Regions from separate parts of the Mus musculus genome. Here region 1 is linked to region 2. A link is a contact called in public Micro-C data. All regions are on one chromosome and are shown on one strand. Each heading gives the region's core, a stretch centred on a gene start, on an enhancer-like site or on the middle of the called end of the contact. The rest is flanking DNA. Distances are from core to core; before and after follow the strand shown. Region 1 overlaps Myo1e (myosin IE). Region 2 overlaps Myo1e (myosin IE).

What was found. A called contact is a pair of places that touch in the nucleus more often than the background predicts.
Region 1: a contact with region 2 is called in a Micro-C map of B cells, with 2.2 times the contacts expected there. The contact joins two enhancer-like sites. A contact is called at or near these places in 2 of 15 datasets of contacts at CTCF or cohesin (the NIH/3T3 cell line and large pre-B cells), 14 of 484 Hi-C or Micro-C datasets (B cells, CD4 T cells, bone marrow-derived macrophages and 7 more) and 4 of 115 datasets of contacts at active chromatin or transcription factors (embryonic fibroblasts, embryonic stem cells and pancreatic cancer cells).

The regions. Positions count from the first base shown.
Region 1 is chr9:70,303,648-70,307,677 of GRCm38.p6, forward strand. All of the region lies in intron 4 of Myo1e (myosin IE), which reads left to right. Among named protein-coding and RNA genes, the nearest start is that of Gm40531, 7.0 kb to the left of the region's middle. Within about 2 kb of position 1,459, at least 28 of the 459 cell types and tissues checked have an H3K27ac peak or open chromatin away from gene starts, as enhancers often do. A contact at or near this core is called in B cells and germinal center B cells, where this site is marked.
Region 2 is chr9:70,237,387-70,241,072 of GRCm38.p6, forward strand. The region is part of intron 1 of Myo1e (myosin IE); the gene reads left to right. All of the region lies in intron 1 of Gm26849 (a long non-coding RNA gene), which reads right to left. Among named protein-coding and RNA genes, the nearest start is that of Gm26849, 3.8 kb to the right of the region's middle. Within about 2 kb of position 1,910, at least 3 of the 459 cell types and tissues checked have an H3K27ac peak or open chromatin away from gene starts, as enhancers often do. A contact at or near this core is called in B cells and germinal center B cells, where this site is marked.

The sequences.
Region 1 (4,030 bases), core at 209-2,708, 66 kb after region 2:
TCAGTCGAATGAGACATGATCTTTAGACACCACTGATCCTGACACCAGCTGTCAGTGTTTCTGTCCTCCATAGTGGACAAAGCTAAGGAATTTGAATCAAAATTAAAAAAAAATCAATGAGGCATGGGTTCATTCTGTCACTTCTAGCTAGCTTTTAAGGTTATAGAGGGCTGTTTGTTTTAATTTATTATTATTATTATTTGCATGTATGAGTATTTTGTTTGAAATCTATATTTGTATACCATATGTGCAGATTGTACATATTTTAAAATATCTTTGACTTGATTTTTATATCTATTATTTGTCTCTCTGCTACTAAAATGATATTGTAAATAAAATTATTTGCCTTATACTGTATGCATTATATTTGTATATGTATAGATCTACATACATATATGTATCTAAAATAATAGCAATATTATTATAACACCAACAATAATCATGCCAATTGGTAGCAATACTGAATTCATTTTAAAATTTATTTTTGTTCTTTTGGTCTATATATCCAATATTAACAGCCAAAATATCACAGTTTAAAGATCCATTCATTTTTATTTTGTGTGTGTGAGTATTTTGCCTGTATGTATGTCTATATACCCTCTGTGTGTCTGGTCCCCATGGAGGCCAGAAGAGGGGATTGGATCCCCTTGGACTGGAGTTATCAATGGCTGTGAGAAAACAGTGGGTGCTGGGGATAGAAGCCAGGCTCTCTGCAAGAACAGCAAGTACACCTAACTGCTGAGCCATCTCCCCAGCCCCCAAATACTGGATTTTAAAAGTCAGCTAATTTAACATTCTCTATGCCCTTCATGTGTCAAGATTGTCTGCCATTAGAGTTCTTTACACTCTAAATTTTAATGGTTTAAGACTGTGAACGTTACACTTATCATTGACTTATTTTGTTTCTTTGAGGAGGAGCCTTGCTGTGTAGCCCACTCTGGGTCAAGCCTCCCCAGTACTCCTGCCTCTGCTCCTAAGTGGTGAGATTACAGCTGCAAACCATCACACCTGACTTAAGATCTCAGAATTTGGTTTTCTCTTACCACCCTCTAAAACATTTACATGGTAGCAAAATAAAAACAGTAAAGCAAGATAAGAGAAGCATTTTGAGGTAAATGCAGGTCCCTGGGGCTTCACAATGAAGTGAGATTCAATGACATTTTACTCCATGTGTCTGGAGGTAAAAGAAAATCTTTGTGTTAGTGTCTCTGGGACCATTATCCCAACCAGGGAACTAGCACTTCTCCCCCATTCTCCAGTGTCTCTAAAGCCCAGAGCTCTGTGTTCAGTCTCTCAGTGGTTGCAAACTTGTTCTTTCCTAGTGGTTTATGCAAATTGAGGGAGGGTGGCTGTATTGGTTATGAATTCTGAATTTATTTTTATCTTGCCACAGTTCCCCTATGACCAGCTTTATTTTTTCCCCTATGACATTGGCTTTCTGGTTCATCGTGCTCCTGCTGGCTGCTGGCCACCCCGTCTTACCCGGGCTATGCACGTGCTCGCCCTGTGGTCTGCCCCCAGAGCCCCTTGCCGTAGGTTCTTTTAAGAAACCACACCAGTTCTCCTGGGGGGCATCTTCTGGATTTGTCTGACTGATCCCACGTGTTCATGCTGCGCTTGTGCCTTCAACTGTCTTCTAGAAGCTGAGGGTTAAATACGAATGGTAGGGTAGATGCAGTTAAACCCTTTCAGGGGGATGCCTAGGGAGTGATGATTTTGCTTGAGTAACAGGAAATGCTCCTGTGTGACATCAATTTGAGGTCACTGGAGAGGCAGGATTGGGGAGGGTCCTTCGTTGTATTTAATGAGAGAGTTCGGTAGGAGTTTTCTGGTAGATCCCGGTGTTTCTTCTCCTTTCTTAGTCTGCTCCTCTTCTGAGTGTTTCCTGGGAAGGAAGAGGTTGGCTTTGTTACTCAAGAGCCCGTGGTTGCACCAGCTCAGGCCTCTTCCACCCTCAGATCCCCCGCCATCTTGATTCACGTGCCCAATGCGGAACCTCTGGCCCCTTCCAAGATCCACCTTCGAGGCCATTTAGATGAGGTACACTTTAATTTAGGAGATGGCAAAACCAAGAGGCAAAATTTAGGCTAAGACTCCTGTCCCCTGACAAGATGGCCCTCCCTTCTGTCTGGCTATAGTCAGTTCTCCCTGCCAGGCTCAAACATTCATGAGAACTGCTCTTGGTGCCTATGGTTACAGCTGTATTGTAGCGACAGAATCCAAAGCTGTATGGAAGAGTCAGCATTATCAGATGAGGTGGGGGGGGGGGGGGTCCAGACACAAAGGCTTGCAGTCATGGAAGGTGTACTCTTAGAGGCCTGGATGGTGTGAGCCCCTCCAAAGGGGTGTGTGTGACAGCTACTTATGGTCAGTCAGGGATACCTGCTTAAGTCTCGAAGGTCTAGAGTTTTTATCCAGGCTTCATCCCATATGCCTACAAGGCTCCTATTTGATTACAGGCTCCTACCTCTAGACTCAGTCCATGCCTTTAACCTCTACTTCCTCTGTGTGCTGCAAAGTGTCTGCCACAAATCACATTAGACAGTTTGGTGGCCTCATCCCCCCAGGCAGTCAAAGAGGGACCTGAGAGGAAGAATGTTGGGGGTCGGGGGCTTGACTTCATTCTCCAAATACAGAGGCCACATGCCCAACCTCTCTTGAGTTTATTCTTCAGTATGCAGGTTCCTTCGCTTTGAGACAGCTCCTGTAACCTCAGTAACTCGCCAGGCTCCTCTCTAGGTCTCAGTTTCTTCTCCTGATAGTAAATTGATGGAGCCAAGAAGTCATGAGTTTTCCTGACTTTGAAACTCTTTATTGTAAGCCACACATCATTGGCTAGCAGCCTCACAGTTGACCAAGCCCCCGGCTCTGATCTTGTTTTCCTGTAGATCAGGAAGATGCTCCTGGACCATTCTGTAGTCTCTTTTTATCCCTGGGTTCATGTGGAGCCCAGCACTCTGTCATCCATCTCATTTTTAATTTCCCTACGGTCTGTTTCTACATTGTAACCACATAGCTTCTGTACAGTAGTATACAATTGGTTGGTTGGGTGATGGGTCCCTCTGTAGATGGCAGACTGGGGAGCTACCAGGTAAAGTAATGTCCTGAAGGTGCCTGCACAGGGTTGTGAAATCACAAAAGACCATTCACAGAGATGACACCATTTATTAGTGGAAAGAAGATGAGATCTTTAGGGATCCAGAAACCAAGTACTGGGATGAGAGGCTGAACTGAGTTAAGATGGCAGGCATGACATTTAATAAGCCTGAGAAGGAACACAGGAACTGACAAGTTAGTGTGGGCTCCAGGCAACTACAGGAAGGTTCCACATAACACAGCCATGAGCAACGGAAGGCTTAGGAGGCCCCCTCAAGCCTGGTCACCAAGCAGCCCATGTCTACTTGGTTCAGACATCACCCATTCTCCAGAACCCATGTCTGGATGTGTGTGTTAAAACCATATCTGGGATATTTTTGGATGTCAGAGACAGCTATGTAAATCTTTTTGATCATCTCTTTGTAGTGTGCTTTGAAAAGGGAAGAAGAACCAGGAAGTTTCTAACAGCATTCCCTGTCACCTCTGCGTCACCAGACTAGCTCTTGGCAGCGTGTCCACATAGGGTTCTGAAGTTTGCCCCCTAGCCTCTGTGGAGACATATTAGACCTTGGAGAACATTTCCGTGGCACATTAACACCAACCACGAGTTCCTGCCCCTCTGGGCCTCATGAGCCCTTGTGACCTTAGCATATTTAAGAACTCAGATATCCATTCGAGAGCATACATCACATTTGTTATAGTTTCACTTTTCAAAAATATCCTTAAGTATTTGCTTTCTGAAGACGAGGGTGTCTGTCTTTAGTGAACCCAATAACAAGTTTCCTAATGATGTATGCATTCCGTGTATGTCCTGCTTTTTCTGTCCGTTTGCTTGTTTGACAGGAGGTCTCATGGAGCCCAGCCTGGCTTCGAACCCACTATGAAGCTGAGGATGACTTTAAACTCCTGATGCTTCTGCCTCCAGCTCCCTAGC
Region 2 (3,686 bases), core at 660-3,159:
CTGTCGAGGGCAGAAAAGGGGAAGGAATTATGTAAATAATAATTTGAGAGTTAGGTGTGTGTGTGTGTGTGTGTGTGTGTGTGTGTGTGTGTGTGTGTGGGAGAGAGAGAGAGAGAGAGAGAGAGAGAGAGAGAGAGAGAGAGAGAGAAGAAGATACTTTCAGAGGCCAGAAAGAATATTGGATCTCTAGAAGCTGGTGTCCTAGGTGGCTGGATGCTAGAAGCTGAATTCAGGTCCTCTGCAAGAACAGGATATACTTAACCACTGAACCATCTCTCTAGCCACCCCACTCCCACCCCCAGAGCAATATTTTTTAAACACATCCTCTACCACAGAGTTTCCTGATGAGGGTAATTGGTCATTCAGTCAGGAAGTTGCTGGCCTGTCATACACTTCCCTCTTACTGGGGTCTGTGTCTAGAAAGGCTCACTGCTTCCAAAGTGTTTACTTAGCTATAGAAACTTAAGAGGAATCTACTGAAAGTGCTCTTTGCAGTGTAAACACAGGAATGGGCATAGGGGCGGGGAGAAGAACTAGAAGCTGAAGGAACGGCAGGAGGAAAGAACTGGAAGAAAGTGGGAAATCAATTTGCTCAGAGGAAAGATAACCCCGTCCATCAACGGGAAAAGGGCTGACTGTGTGTGTGGTCAGGCCGAGGTGGCTAGGAGGCATTCTCCCAGTGGTGTAGAAGATTGGCAAGTTTATGCAGAACGTAGTAGAAATGAAGCAAGATTATTAAAGGAGCAGCTGGAAAAACAGCATGTGGAGTCAGGGTGTGAGATTGCAGAGATTTTTAAAAAGTGGCCCTTCTTAGGTTGCTCCCCAGAGGGCTCCTTGTAAGGCCATCGCAGACAGTAGACCCTCCAAGGCCTCAGAGAAAGGAAGGCCAAACTCAAAACTCACCTCCTGCTATGTTTACATCCTCACCTCTGAGGCGTATGGGAAGATGAGCAACTGTTTAGCTTCTTTATATAATAGAGACACCCATTTAAGACCCAACATGTAAGTCTGAGATATAGCTGTCAATAGTGCTTGCCTAGTAAACATGAAGTCTTGAGTTCTAGTCCCTCGAACTCATGAAAAAAGGCAGCTATGGTGGAGCATGCTTGTAACCCCAGCACTGGGGAGGCCTAGGAAGGTCGATCCCTGAAGTTCGCTGTCCAGCAAGTCTAGCCAAAAGGATGATCTCCAAGCCAATGAGACACCATGCCTCAGAAAACAAGGTCGGTTGAAACTTGGGCTTGTCCTCTGACCTCTGCATGCACAAGCACACCATTGCACCTGCATACAAAGTAAATAATCACATAGAGGACTGCAGGCGCAGCTTGGTGATAGAGCGCTTGCTGGCATGTGCAAGACCTTAGGGTTTCTTCACCCAGGACTTCAGAAAAAGACAAAACACTGTGGGGCTGGTTGTGGCAACAAAATTAGCGCCAACTAACAGAAAGCGAGCAGAATGAATTCTGGAGTCCTCGCCTGTTCTATGGTAGCACAAAGGTCTGCTCTAAGTAATGGGGACAATTGGTGTGTGTGGATTTGGCATTAGACTGTACGATGACCATTCTGTGGATTTATAGGAGGATGCTCCAAGTTGTCTTGAGGCTGACACTGCTCTTTGGGTTAATCCATGTGCATTGGTGTGCATGTGCCCTCCTGTGCCCTCTCATAGTGAAGTCTTGGACTCCTGTGCTTTATTCCATTCTTCTCTAATTGCAAGTTGTGACTTGGGGTTCACTTTTTAACTCTGAGATGGTCATTGTGTTTGTAAGTGCTATAGAAAGCCTAGATTTCATTTCCATTAAATTGGCTACATTATTGGATGCATTAATCTGGTCATACACTTTATCTCACATAGGGGGTGACAGCAACTAGAAGACTTTGAATTCCCCCTTGCCTACGTCTTTGCAATCTGAGTTAACTTCTCTGAGAACATAGTTCCTCATGGGCCAATCAGAAATGCTGTCTGTCTGTCCACTTGATCTGCTTCCACTTTCAGGCTTTTTTTTTTTTTTAAGTTTTATTTATGAGTATACTGTAGCTGTTTTCAGACACACCAGAAGAAAACATCTGATCCCATTACAGATGTTTTTGAGCCACCACGTGGTTGCTAGGAATTGAACTCTAGAAGAGCAGTCAGTGCTCTTAACCGCTGAGCCATGTCTCCAGCACCTGTTTTGTTTTTAGTCTCAAGTGGCCAGTCTGGCCTGAATCTATATCACCAACAGTGACCTTTAATTTTTATGACAATAATAATACTTATTATTATTATTTGTATTGTTATTACTATTATTATTAGCCTCTAATCTCCAAGGTGCTGGGACTATAGGCATGCACCATGCCACTCAGTTTATATGATGCTGGAGGATCAAACCCAGAGCTTTGTGTGTGCTAGGTAAGCGCTCTGCCATAGGGTTTGAAGGTTCCAAAAGATAAATGGGTGGAAACAAATGCTCTGCAAAATTGCAGGGTAGCTTTTACTTTGGCTTAATTTCTACTTGTGTGTCAGTTCTTATCTAGTGCCTACATTCCAGGCTAACAAAGGAGAGCTTTGGGCTGCATTCTCCTTGAATTAGCCTTACCTTATCCTTATTTTAAAATGAGCCTTTCTGTTTCCTTTCATGTCTTTTGAACCTCATCTCTACCCTGCAATAATACAAGAGCTGCAGTTAAAGGAAGCTGAGAAATTACAGGACTGCAGAGTGAAAACTCCCAGAGGTACAGAGAGAAGCAATCTGAGACCAATCCCGAATCTTACACCACAGGCTTGTGGGCCCAGCTTTAGACTTGGGGTGCTACTGGCACCTTGTACAGATGCGCCAGGAACTAACCTAATTAAGTTTAGATTGTGGAAGGTCCTGAGTTCAATTCCCAGCAACCACATGGTGGCTCACAACCATCTGTAATGGGATCCGATGCCCTCTTCTGGTGTGTCTGAAGACAGCTACAGTGGACTCCTATAAATAAAATCTTTTTTTTTTTTTCTCTAAAGACACATTTTGGAGCTGGACATGGTGGCACACTAGGTAGGTAACTGAGATGCTGTGGCACAGGTTCAGGGCCAATACTCATAACATAGGGTGTCTCAAAAGCTAAGAGGAAGAGGCTAGACAAATGGCTCAGCAGTCGAGAGCTCATACTGCTTTGATAGAGGACCTGAGTTCTGAACTCAGCACCCACCATGCTGGGTGGCGCACAACCACCTGTAACTACAGCTTCTGGCCTCTGAGGGTACTCACACACGTGCATACACACACAACTAAAATAAATCCGTTCATTCATCTTAGAGGTTTGAGAAGAAAGGTGCTTGTGACTAAAGGGGCAGTTTCCATGTGGCTACCTCTAACCCCAGTGCTGAGGAGCCCAAGGTGGGCCGATTGCAAGTTTGAGGCCAGACATATCCCTTATCCCTTGCACCATGTGCCTGTGGGTTGCTTTAGGCAGAGGGCTGGCAGCAACCCTCAGGACTATCTGAGAGTGTTTACTTTTATGTGCAATTATCCTACATGAACCTCTGCCTCTGTTTGCACATGTGCTGTCCGTTTAACTTGACGGCACTGACCTAAGATCGAGTTTATGCTAAGCCTAGACTCTGTATTAGAGCAGCGGCAAGGGAGGGCGGGGAGCCATTTACCTTAAATGATCCTTGACTTGAACATCAGGTACCCCAGAAAGCCTGCCTGCTTTGA